Linked DNA regions of Macaca mulatta: region 1 is linked to region 2. The links are chromatin contacts, called in public Micro-C maps. All regions are on one chromosome and are shown on one strand. Each heading gives the region's core, a stretch centred on a gene start, on an enhancer-like site or on the middle of the called end of the contact. The rest is flanking DNA. Distances are from core to core; before and after follow the strand shown.

Region 1 (5,358 bases), core at 2,316-4,815, 90 kb before region 2:
AGCACAGCGTCACCAGCAATGGACTAGAAATCAGGAGACCTAAATTCTAATGCCAGTTCTATACTACCTACACATGGGCATAAGACAATGAGCAAGTGTGCCTCTGTGGGCTTCGTTTTTTAATCTTTGAGATCTGACTGAATATATTTCAAGAATTTGCCTTCCTAGCTGTGAAATTCTAATTCTCCTCATAATTTAAAAATTACATTAATTTAAATGTTATTTCCATAATGAACTATCCTATTCAATCAATTATCATATGTTAATATGCAAAAGCATATTAGAAAGCATGAAGATTTTCTGACCACTTACTAATTTCTCCCTCCTATGAACAAACTGCACTTGTTCTGGCACTTAACCATACACTCTTATGCTGACTTGTAAGAGCCTATATTGCTGACCTCTCCTGGTTATTAAACTCTCCCCTTTTATTCATTTTCCAAGCATATTTGTCTCACTGTTAGACTAATAGCCATAAGGACAGAGATATTTCTTCAGTATTTGTTGAATGAATAAATAAACTCAACAGAAAACAAAGGACATACAGCAATTCTTCCATAATTACATGTTGACTATATAGAAAATATTTTTCCCTCTCTAGCTTTAAAACCCCATTTTAACAGCTCAAGAGTGGATCTTCAGAAACTTCTACATACTTAATCATCTGTTTTATTTTGGACCACTAAGATTTCCAGTTATTCCAAGTTTCTTGATGTGTAATGAAAACCATTCAAATTTCATAAAACCATTCACTGAGCCTAGCACAACCACTAGAATATAAAGCAGGGGCTCAACCAAAAAAAAAAAAAAAAAAAGAATTGAGTCCAGCAAATAACCTTACAACAACCAATAAATCAAGTAAACCACTATGGTTATATTATATAAGGAAAACAGACTCAAACTACTTTCATGATATGGCTCAAACAAAGATGCTTGCAAAAGTATTCCTAACATAAAAGTGAAGGAAAAGAAATGTTAAAAAATGAAAAAGGCAATGGAAACCAAATAGGATTTAATGAAAAAGAAATCAGCATAGTTCCCAAATGAGAAATATCATATACTTGAAAATAAGAGCTTTATCTTCAAATACTGAAAATAATTTTGAAAAATGATCGGCCAGGCACGGTGGCTCACGCCTGTAATCCCAATACTTTGGGAGGCCGAGGTGGGCAGATCACAAGGTCAGGAGTTCAAGATCAGCCTGGCCAACACAGTGAAACCCCAACTCTTATAAAAATACAAAAAGTTAGCCAGGCGTGGTGGCAGGCACCTGTAATCCCAGCTACTAGGGAGGCTGATCATAAAGTAACACAAATGAGTCTGGGAACATTTCAGATTTAAGTAGAGTATCGGAAATGTTATTTCAAAAATCACTTTTACATAAATATAAGAAAAAGTAAAAAGACAAAATATAGATATTAAACTATACTTTTGAGAGGAGGAGGGGCAGGTGAATATAAATGGAAATGGAAAAATAAAGGGTCAGACACACTGACAGTGCTGTAACAGTCACCAAAATCAGAGAAAGATCATAAGCAGAAATGTGTGTACAACCAAGTCTCCCTTAGACCTAAATGATGTCCCTGAAGCATTTTTCAAACTTGAATAATCATTGTCCTGAGTCCATCCACTTATAAAGATTTATAATGTTATGCCACAATGAATATTTAAAACAACTCCTAGGTTTAGAATTACTACAGCAACTTTATGAATGTCACAAGAGGAAAAGTGTCATGGCAATAATAGATGTCACAAAAGGACAGTCTGGGCTAAGATGAAGACAATGTCTTGCCCTAACAAGAAAGCCAGTTAATATGAAATGAACCATGAAATGGAATGACCAAGTAGAAAATACACTGCCAAATCGTCAGATGCTGAATAAACAGTGTCAATGAATTATCTGAATTAAGAAAGGCTAAAAGGTTCTTGATGTTTTATCTTCAAAATATTTTAAAATAACACCCATTTAACAATTTATGAACGGTCTCTTTAAAAAGTCTACCATTTAAGAATAACCCGATTTTCCACAACATGGAAGCAAGTCCAATACTAATTGAAACAAAACTGCCAGGGGAAAAAAAAAGTCTTAAAATGCAACCATGTCACTGAAAGGTACAGGACAGTTGTACTGAATTTTCTTAAGTGGCATTAGGGACAATGAAACAGTGACTGAGTCTAATTCTACACTGCTACAAAGTGAGTGGAGTTGTCAATAATAATCAGGATCATTTCATTAAAATAATCCTCCTTGGAATTATCAGGCATTTAACAATCAGAGCAGAAATATTTTTCCTCTTCCAGGATTCTTAATGAAAGATAAAATCAGGAGTAAAAAGATGTAAACTCAACAAGCCAGAAGTGACACCTGTGTGACCACAAATTGAGAGTTAGTTTTATTCTGTGTGATTGCAAATTAAAGTTACTATTGCACACGGCCGGGGGGGGATTGAGAAACAACTTCAACCAACAGTTGGAAACAAATTACACGTGCTAACAGTTACACTCATTAGGAAATCCAGGATACTTTCAAAGAGAGTTATTTAGATGTTGCATTCATTTAAACGCAGGCGACGAACATCTCAGCCGCCTTCCTTTGCAGGATTCTGTGCCAAGCCCTTCCGAAGCTGGGGTTGATAAGGTCGACTCCAAGAAGAAAAGCAGCTCAAGTGGGAAATGGTATCCTCATATGGCCCAGAGAACCGGTGACGCACTAGGTGCTTGGAAAATAACCCATCGTTTACCTTGCTAGAAGCAGCTGGGTAGGGAAGAGGTCGTCCACGTGCACTATTGTTTTCCAGATATGTTTATTTATTTTTAACTTCTGCTTTGGTATCAATATCCTCAACCTCAGCCTAACGAGGAGAGGGGGGATGGCAGCGCCACTGGTGGTATTTGGGTGCAACACAAGTTTAAAAAATGAAAACACAACCTTTTTTTTTTTTTTTAATTGCAGTATACTCGGTGCCCTCACCTTTCTCCTCCTCCACACCTCTGCCATCACCCCACGCAGCTCTCCGCCGCCGCCACCTCGGGTCCCCATGACAACCCCACCCCAGGGCGGGCCCCCCTCCGCCGCCTCCCGGCCCTGCCAGCGACACTTGCCTGGCAAGGGGCGACTCCACCTGCCCTTGGCTCTCACTCTCCCCGCTCCTGAGAGGCGGACCAGGACCCCTCCAGGCGCGCGGGCCCAGTCCCGGCTGCAGGCACGACCCTCACCAGTCGGGGACGTGTGGAAGGGCGGCCGGGCACGAGCTGAGGAGGTTCCACCTCCAAAGCCCAAAACCCAAACGAGTGACGCGGGGCCGCGGGCCAAATGGGGTACTGCGGCCCCGCGCCCCTCTCTGGGCTGCCAAGGGGAGCCGAGGGGCAGGCGCAGTGGGCGAGACGGAACTCGTCCGTTTTCACAAACAACGACGCGTCGCGGCGGCAGGAGATGCTGGGGCCGAAGCTCACCTTGAAGGGATTGTTGAGATCCGGGTCGGCAAACGGGTTACTATCGAAATCCGACATCTCTCTGGCTCTCGGCGTCACCCACCCGACCCAGGCGCTGAGAGAGAGACGAGGCGAGGCCGCCGCCCCCCTGCGCGCTCACGTCGCCGCCGCCGAGCAGATCCGGGTGCAGCTCGCGGGCCACCCAGCCGGCCGCGCCACTGAGCATGCCCGGTGCGGCAGGCTCCCGGCCGCGGCGCCGCTCGCGTTCGCCGTCCGGTTCCTCCAGGTCCGGATCGCACGCTCCGGGCTTTGGCTGCGACCGAGTAGGGAGTTGGGACGTAGGAACCGGGAACTGAGAGCGGATGAAAAGCGTCCCACACGCCACTAGCCCGCGGGATTCTCGGAGAGTATGGGACGCTTCCCCTCCGCTCTCAGCCGGAGGCCGGCTGCGTCCGGCCCTGCTCGGTCTTCTGAAGACCAATTTCAAATCAGCTCCCCGGGGCCCAGCGTGACTTAGGGAAGTGGTGGCATTTTGTGGGAAGGACGCACACTTGCCAGGTTGGGGGAGGCAGCCCGAGTCGCGGGTCGCGCACCCCGGGAGCAGTGCCGTTAGACCATCGGACGCGGACACTGGAGAGGCCACTGCACCGCCAGCCGCAGATCACCTCCCCGGGGCGGGGACGCGGCCGCTGCTACGGGTTTTTGAGCACTCGTGACCCCACCTGAGAATCCCGGCCTCCCATCTTCCGGTCTCTCTGACTCTAAGTTGCTGCTAAATCACGGAGAGCAGCCTTGGCGCTGCCGGTCCCAGCTTGATCCAAGGAGCCTGGAGAATGAGATGAGATTCAGTCCGAAGGGCCGGCCCTGGCTGCCATCCTCCGGAATCTGCAAAATGGCTACTTCTTCAGAAATAATGGGAGAGGGATGGTAAGAGGCCAGAGATCAAGGCCCTCGAGTATTAACTCTAGCATTTGGGCACCAAATAGACACTTTTGGATTTTCCCTAGTCTTTTCCAACACCAAGGACGAGATGATCAAAAGATGTGTTAAGAAATTAATTTGTACTGGCCGGGCGCGGTGGCTGACGCCTGTAATCCCAACACTTTGGGAGGCCGAGGCGGGCGGATCACAAGGTCAGGAGTTCGAGACCAGCCTGGCCAATATGATGAAACCCCGTCTCTACTAAAAATACAAAAATTATCCGGGGGTGGTGGCGGACGCCCGTAGTCCCAGCTACTCAGGAGGCTGAGGCAGGAGAATCGCTTGAACCCGGGAGGCGGAGGTTGTAGTGAGCCGAGATCGGGCCACTGCATTCCAGCCTGGAAGACAGAGCGAGACTCCGTCTCAAAAAAAAAAATCAGTACCATTCCTTCCCCCCACCCCGCCCCACCACCAAACTTATTGAAAGAGCATCGCTTTCCTCACTTTTCCTTCTGCCCTAACAGAAAAGCACTTAGATGAAGCTACAGGAAGCCAGAATTCTTTTGACTTGGTGGGTACCGGAGGGTTGGAAGAATCTAGATTGAGTATTCCTTGGCCTTTGGGGAGCTTGCTCTATGCAAAGTCACCTAGGAAATGATACTTCCCCCACTGTGAAACACTAGCTAGAGATGACAGACAAAAAGCACATTTGTTGTAATCTCCCTTTGACGGGATCTAGGTTGGAATAGATGTCGAAGCAGCTGCTTCTAGGTAGTCAACGAAGATGTCAACTAGTAAATGACAGCAGACAAGGAGGATCACAGCAGAGTTGTAAGATTCTAGATATCAAAAAGTGCAAGCAGTCTATTGTACTCATCATCGCATCCTCAGCTGCCCAGTGCCCGGTTTTAACTTGCTGCTCAGTGTATGTGTCAGGTTTTAATCCCAATTCTGATACTACCTGTGCTATTCTTTTCACCTCTCTGAGTCTGTAAAGGATTATTT
Region 2 (5,275 bases), core at 2,146-4,645:
TCCCAGGAGACGGAGGTTTCAGTGAGCTGAGATCACGCCATGATACTCCAGCCTGGACAACAAGAGCAAAACTTGTCTCAAACAAACAAACAAACAAAAAGAAACAAAAAGAAAACTTCCTATTTGGACTATAAATTTTACTGTCTCTACTTAGAATAAATGAGATGCAAGTGTAAATGACAGTAAAGATTTTATTATTATTACCAATCAGATTAGCAAACATTAAAAAGATTTATAATATACATTGCTGGAAAGGGTGTGTTGAAACGGAAAAATATTGGTGAAAGTGTTGGTATTCTCTTTTCAGGTTAGAAATTTGGCTATATCTACTAAAATTTCAATTGCGCATATCATTTGTTCTAGCTATTGGACTTTTGGAATCTTAACTAATGGGAATAGTGGTGGCATGGTGCAAAGACATGCATTGACAAAGTTGTTATAATAGTCCAAAATTGGAAACAATTTACATGTGTATCAGCAGGCTATTGGTTAAATAAATAAAGATGCACCTATGAAAGGAAATACTATGTAGATCTTTAAAACAGTGAGATGTAGTAACATGCAGAATGATATTATGGTTTTAACTGGTATTTGGAGAAATATGCACATCTATCATTTATTTTTCTACGCTTAGAGAAAAAAGCTTGAAAATATATACACCACATTTAACACCTATATCATGAAGGTTAGATGAACAGAAACGGAAACAGAAAATTTGATAAAGGTTTTGTTAAGTATTAGGGGGAAAATAGTTTTTGAAAAAAAATATCCAACTTATTTGGCAGTAATACAAGACACTACATATGCTGGAAGGAAACAGAAAATCTGGTTTGGCTTGGTAACAGGTGTCAGAGAGTAATCTTCTAGTTCTGTTAATGTTTCTTCTGGTTGGAAGTGTGATTTTTTTCCTCTGTCAGAAAGCTTCATGGCTATATAAAAGATTTTTCAATTCTAGAGATATGGGAATGCTAGACCACAGCCCATGGAGTTATTATTTTTTATCTTTCTGTAAGAATATACAGTCTTAGAATTTTAAGGCAGTAAGGGCCTCAAGTCCCTTCTTGTCAATGCTCTCATTTTTTTTTTTTTTTTTTTTTTTAGTGATAAAAAGAAAGTTTTATCTATTTCATCCAGGAATATATGCTCTGTATCTTATACGTAATATTCCAGAGAAAAAGTTACCTATACCTGTTTTTTGAAGAATAGATATTCTTAATATCCACACCATTCAAGGACAATGTAAAAACAAAACAAAACCCCAAAAAACAAACCCCCAAAACCCAAAACCCCAATATTGTAGGTCAGTCTCCTACCTGAGTCTGTGTGAAAAAATAAAAATATTACAAAGTAAAATCAAGCAGTTAATTAAAAATAACAGACTCAAGGACAAAGAACTCTTCAAGTCCATCAGAAAAACTACTCAGTGTAAAAGTGGATAAATAGGTTCATATGCAATTCCCAGGAAATAAAATGCAAATGGAGTAACCACATAAAATATTCTCAAGTTCATTATGACCATGAAAATGAAAATTAATTACCATACAAATAATATTCCTTCATATCATATTGATGACAATAAAACATTTTTAGAAAGCTAAACGTTTGTGAGAATGTGAAGAAAGAAGATTACACACTGCTAAAATTATGCTGGCAAAAAATTTAGGATATCTGGTAAAAGTGCACAAACTCTAAAACCAAGAAATTCTATAATCAGGTATGTGTCAGGTATTTTCCAGGCTATGTGTATATCAATGTTCTCCTTTTACAAATAAAGTAACCAAAGCCTAACTCTTTTTACTATTAATATATATAAAATTACTTAGAATAGTTTGTGGTATATATTAAGGATTATATAATAATATATAGTTATCTATGATCATCCCCATCTTCATTATCAATAGTCAGTTGTAGATGAAATGTTATTAATTAACATCATTAATATTGACAAACACATTTTAGGTGATCATCATTGGATCTCCGGAGCAGTATTCTAACAGTCGAATTAAAAACCTGCCAATATTTAACCAGACGATGAAGTTTGGAGGACATTCCTTCTTCTCCCACCCAGAGCCACGCTCGTGCGTGCTTCCACAGTGACAGTCTGACCTTTTGAAACTTGGAGATCATACTTTGATCCTTGAAAACGCCCCACCGCCTTCCCAGAGGCTGCCGGTCTCCACGTTCGCGTTCTACCTGGTAGAATCCCTTGACAGTTTCAGTACCTGGCCGCCAAGGCTTTGGGAGTTAACGCCTACCTGGACGGGAGGCACTGGAGAGAAGAGAGGGAAGGCTCTGAAACCCAACCGAGAAGGCGGGCTGGGGGAAGTCACTCCTGGAAAGAGGTTTTCTCGGGTGCCAGCACCCGGAGAGAGCTACTCCGGGGCCAGGCAAGCATCCCGCCTAGGCTCCCTAGTGCATATTAGTGAGTGACACGACGGCGACAGGACACAGAAGTGTCAGATGACAGCTGCGCCTGGCGCGCAAGGTGGTCCATTTTATTTTTGGTAGCTAGACGCCAGTAGGACGCACCACTTCAGCTCTAAACTGGAACTGGTGGTCCCAAGATGTTTTCTGTTCTTTTTAATTTTTTTGAGACAGGGTCTCGCTCTGTCGCCCAGGCTGGAGTGCAAAGGCGCGATCTCAACTCATCGCTACCCCCTCCTCCTGGGTTTGAGTGAACCTCCCACCTCAGGCTCAGTAGCTGGGACCACAGGCGCGAGCCACCACGCCGGCTAATTTTTATATTTTTTGCAGAGACAGGGTCTCGCTATGTTGCCAAGGCTGGTCTCGAACTCTTGGCCTCAAGTGATCCGCCCGCCTCGGCTTCCCGAAGTGCCCTACTGGCGTGAGCCACCGCGCCGGTCTGCCTCCAAGATTTTCGTTGCAAGGATGGAATGGTCGCTTCTGTGCGGCTCCTCCAAACCATCGTTGGGAGAGGCCTCCTTAAAGTCTGGGAGAAAAGTTGTTTCGGGTGGATATGAAAGTAAGGCAAAGCCGGAAAGAGGAGAGTAGCCGAAACAAGCAAAGTGATCGCGATGGGTTTAGGAAAGGTGATCTGGCGTGCTAAATGGCGTTTCCGGAGAAATCCGAAAACTACTGCTTTACAAAAGTATACTAAAGAGCTGCCCTGGGTCTGGAAACCCCTTAAGGGATCAAAATGGATGCAATGGGTATCCTTCTCCAATGACACCCCTCACGGGCCGGGAGCCTGGCAGTTCGCCACCCGCTGCCTCCCTTTCCGCAGCCAGGCTCGCAGCCGCTCAGCTACCTCTAAAGCCCGGAGCAGGGAAATCCGCGCAGGCCTGGACGGCCCGGGTGGTATCCTGCCTTCCCGCACACTGCGCATGCGCAGGGGGTGGACTGCTAGGTCGGCTCAGGGAGCGGTGACGAGTCCGGAAGCGCCTGCGCGCGCTCCTCGGTACGCGAACTAGTTTTGTTCGGTGCCCTCTGGACTGGAACCTTTCGGAGAGAACCCCCGGCAGGACCAACCCCGCACCCGCCAGCACCGCGGCAATGTCCAGCAACAGTTTTTCTTACAATGAGCAGTCCGGAGGAGGGGAGGCGACGGAGCTGGGTCAGGAGGCGACCTCAACCATTTCCCCCTCGGGGGCCTTCGGCCTCTTTAGCAGCGATTTGAAGAAGTGAGGAGAAAGGTTTGGGGTACGGGGATGGGAGGGAGGAGCTGGGGACTCGGAGGAGTGGGCGCCGGGTGGGCTCCCTGGAGTGGAGCGGGGTCGCCCTGAGATCTGAGCAGACCTGGGCGGTAACGTGTCCCACGGGTGGGTGGGTGGGGTTGGTTGGCGGTGGTGGGAGTTGGGGGAGTTTGGGGCGTGTGTGTGTAGGGGTCTCTAGTAGTTTTCAAACTTTAGTGAAAAGGAAACCGCTTGGTGAGCTTAGATCCCACCCCTGAAGACACTGATTGAATTGGACTTGGTCTGGGCTCGGGAATCTGAATTTTGAGCATAGTCTTCTAAGTTTATTTATCGTTCGCCGGATCAGACTTTGATACATTCCCTGATTAGGGTGAAACGAGTGTTTTGGTCAAGGTGAGAGTGCGAGTGTTGCTTGTGGGAAGTTATTTTGTGACCCCGGAGTGTAGGAGGAGAGAGGTGGGTTTAGGCTGTTTGAATGGACAAATTGGTTTATACCAGTATCAGTGTTCTTGGATTATATCCTTTGCACTACAGACAAAAACACCAATCCAAAATAAGCATATGAATAGAAAATATTTTAAGAGTGTTACTATGAACAAATCCTAAACTTTTACAAATTAATAATGTGAAGTTTAAAAACGAATGTTAAGATACACTTAGTTTTGTAAAAAGTATCACCGAGAAATGGAAAGAAATCCCAAGTTGTTTGTTTGGGGGGTGGGATGGTGGTATTGGGGTGGTGGTAGTGGTTAAATTTACCACAATTATCATTTTTACGTTTCTCTTATTTTAAATCTTTCATTACTAAGCAATATGGTCACATAATAGTCTGTCGCTAAATTCATGCTAAATTAAGGTAGAATAGCTGTGCTGGTAGCTTTGCAGATATGTTAGAGGGTATAATTAAAATTTAAATTAAACGTTACTAACAATATTGGGTAGTCTAGAAAGTGCTACTACTTGAAATTGGGATTACATTTTGGCTGTATTGAGGATCAAAATCATATAGATAGTACGTACGATACAATATTTTCGTTTCCTTTTTCCCAGGTTAGAAAAGTTTAAAAGTAAGGTAACTTTTCATTTTCATTTCATATAATTTTTCATTATATGCATTTGGTGATCCATTGTTCTAGAGCAAGTACGGAGCTTGTTGCCTTTACTGTAAGCAAAATGTTTAGACTGAATTAACCTGTAAATTGGCATCAATCTGTTTTGCAAATTAATTTACTTTTATGGTTTGTGAACACCCCGTGAGGGGTGTCATTGGAGAAGGATACCCATTGCATCCATTTTGATCCCTTAAGGGGTTTCCAGACCCAGGGCAGCTCTTTAGTATACTTCTGTAAAGCAATAGTTTTCGGATTTCTCCGGAAACGCCATTTAGCACGCCAGATCGCCTTCCTAAACCCATCGCGATCACTTTGCTTGTTTCGGCTACTCTCCTCTTTCCGGCTTTTCTCTTATATTTTTGTCAGATTTGGGGCCAGGCACGGCAGCTCTCGGCTGTAATCTCAGCACTTTGGGAGGCCAAGGCGGGCGGATCACTTGAGGCCAGGAGTTCGATACCAGCCTGGCCAACATGGTGAAACCGCGTCTCTACTAAAAATACAAAAATTAGC

The links. Hi-C and Micro-C count contacts between places; a contact is called where the count stands out from the background.
Region 1: a contact with region 2 is called in a Micro-C map of CD4 T cells, with 16 times the contacts expected there. The contact joins the promoter of SCAMP1 here to the promoter of AP3B1 in region 2. A contact is called at or near these places in 7 of 14 Hi-C or Micro-C datasets (CD4 T cells, blood, cortical neurons and 4 more).

Annotation. Positions count from the first base shown.
Region 1 is chr6:84,743,704-84,749,061 of T2T-MMU8v2.0, reverse strand. SCAMP1 (secretory carrier membrane protein 1) reads right to left here and starts at 3,565. Exons shown (of 9, transcript XM_078004923.1): 1 at 3,454-3,565.
Region 2 is chr6:84,653,492-84,658,766 of T2T-MMU8v2.0, reverse strand. AP3B1 (adaptor related protein complex 3 subunit beta 1) reads left to right here and starts at 3,395. Exons shown (of 28, transcript XM_028849535.2): 1 at 3,395-3,641. The coding sequence starts at 3,514.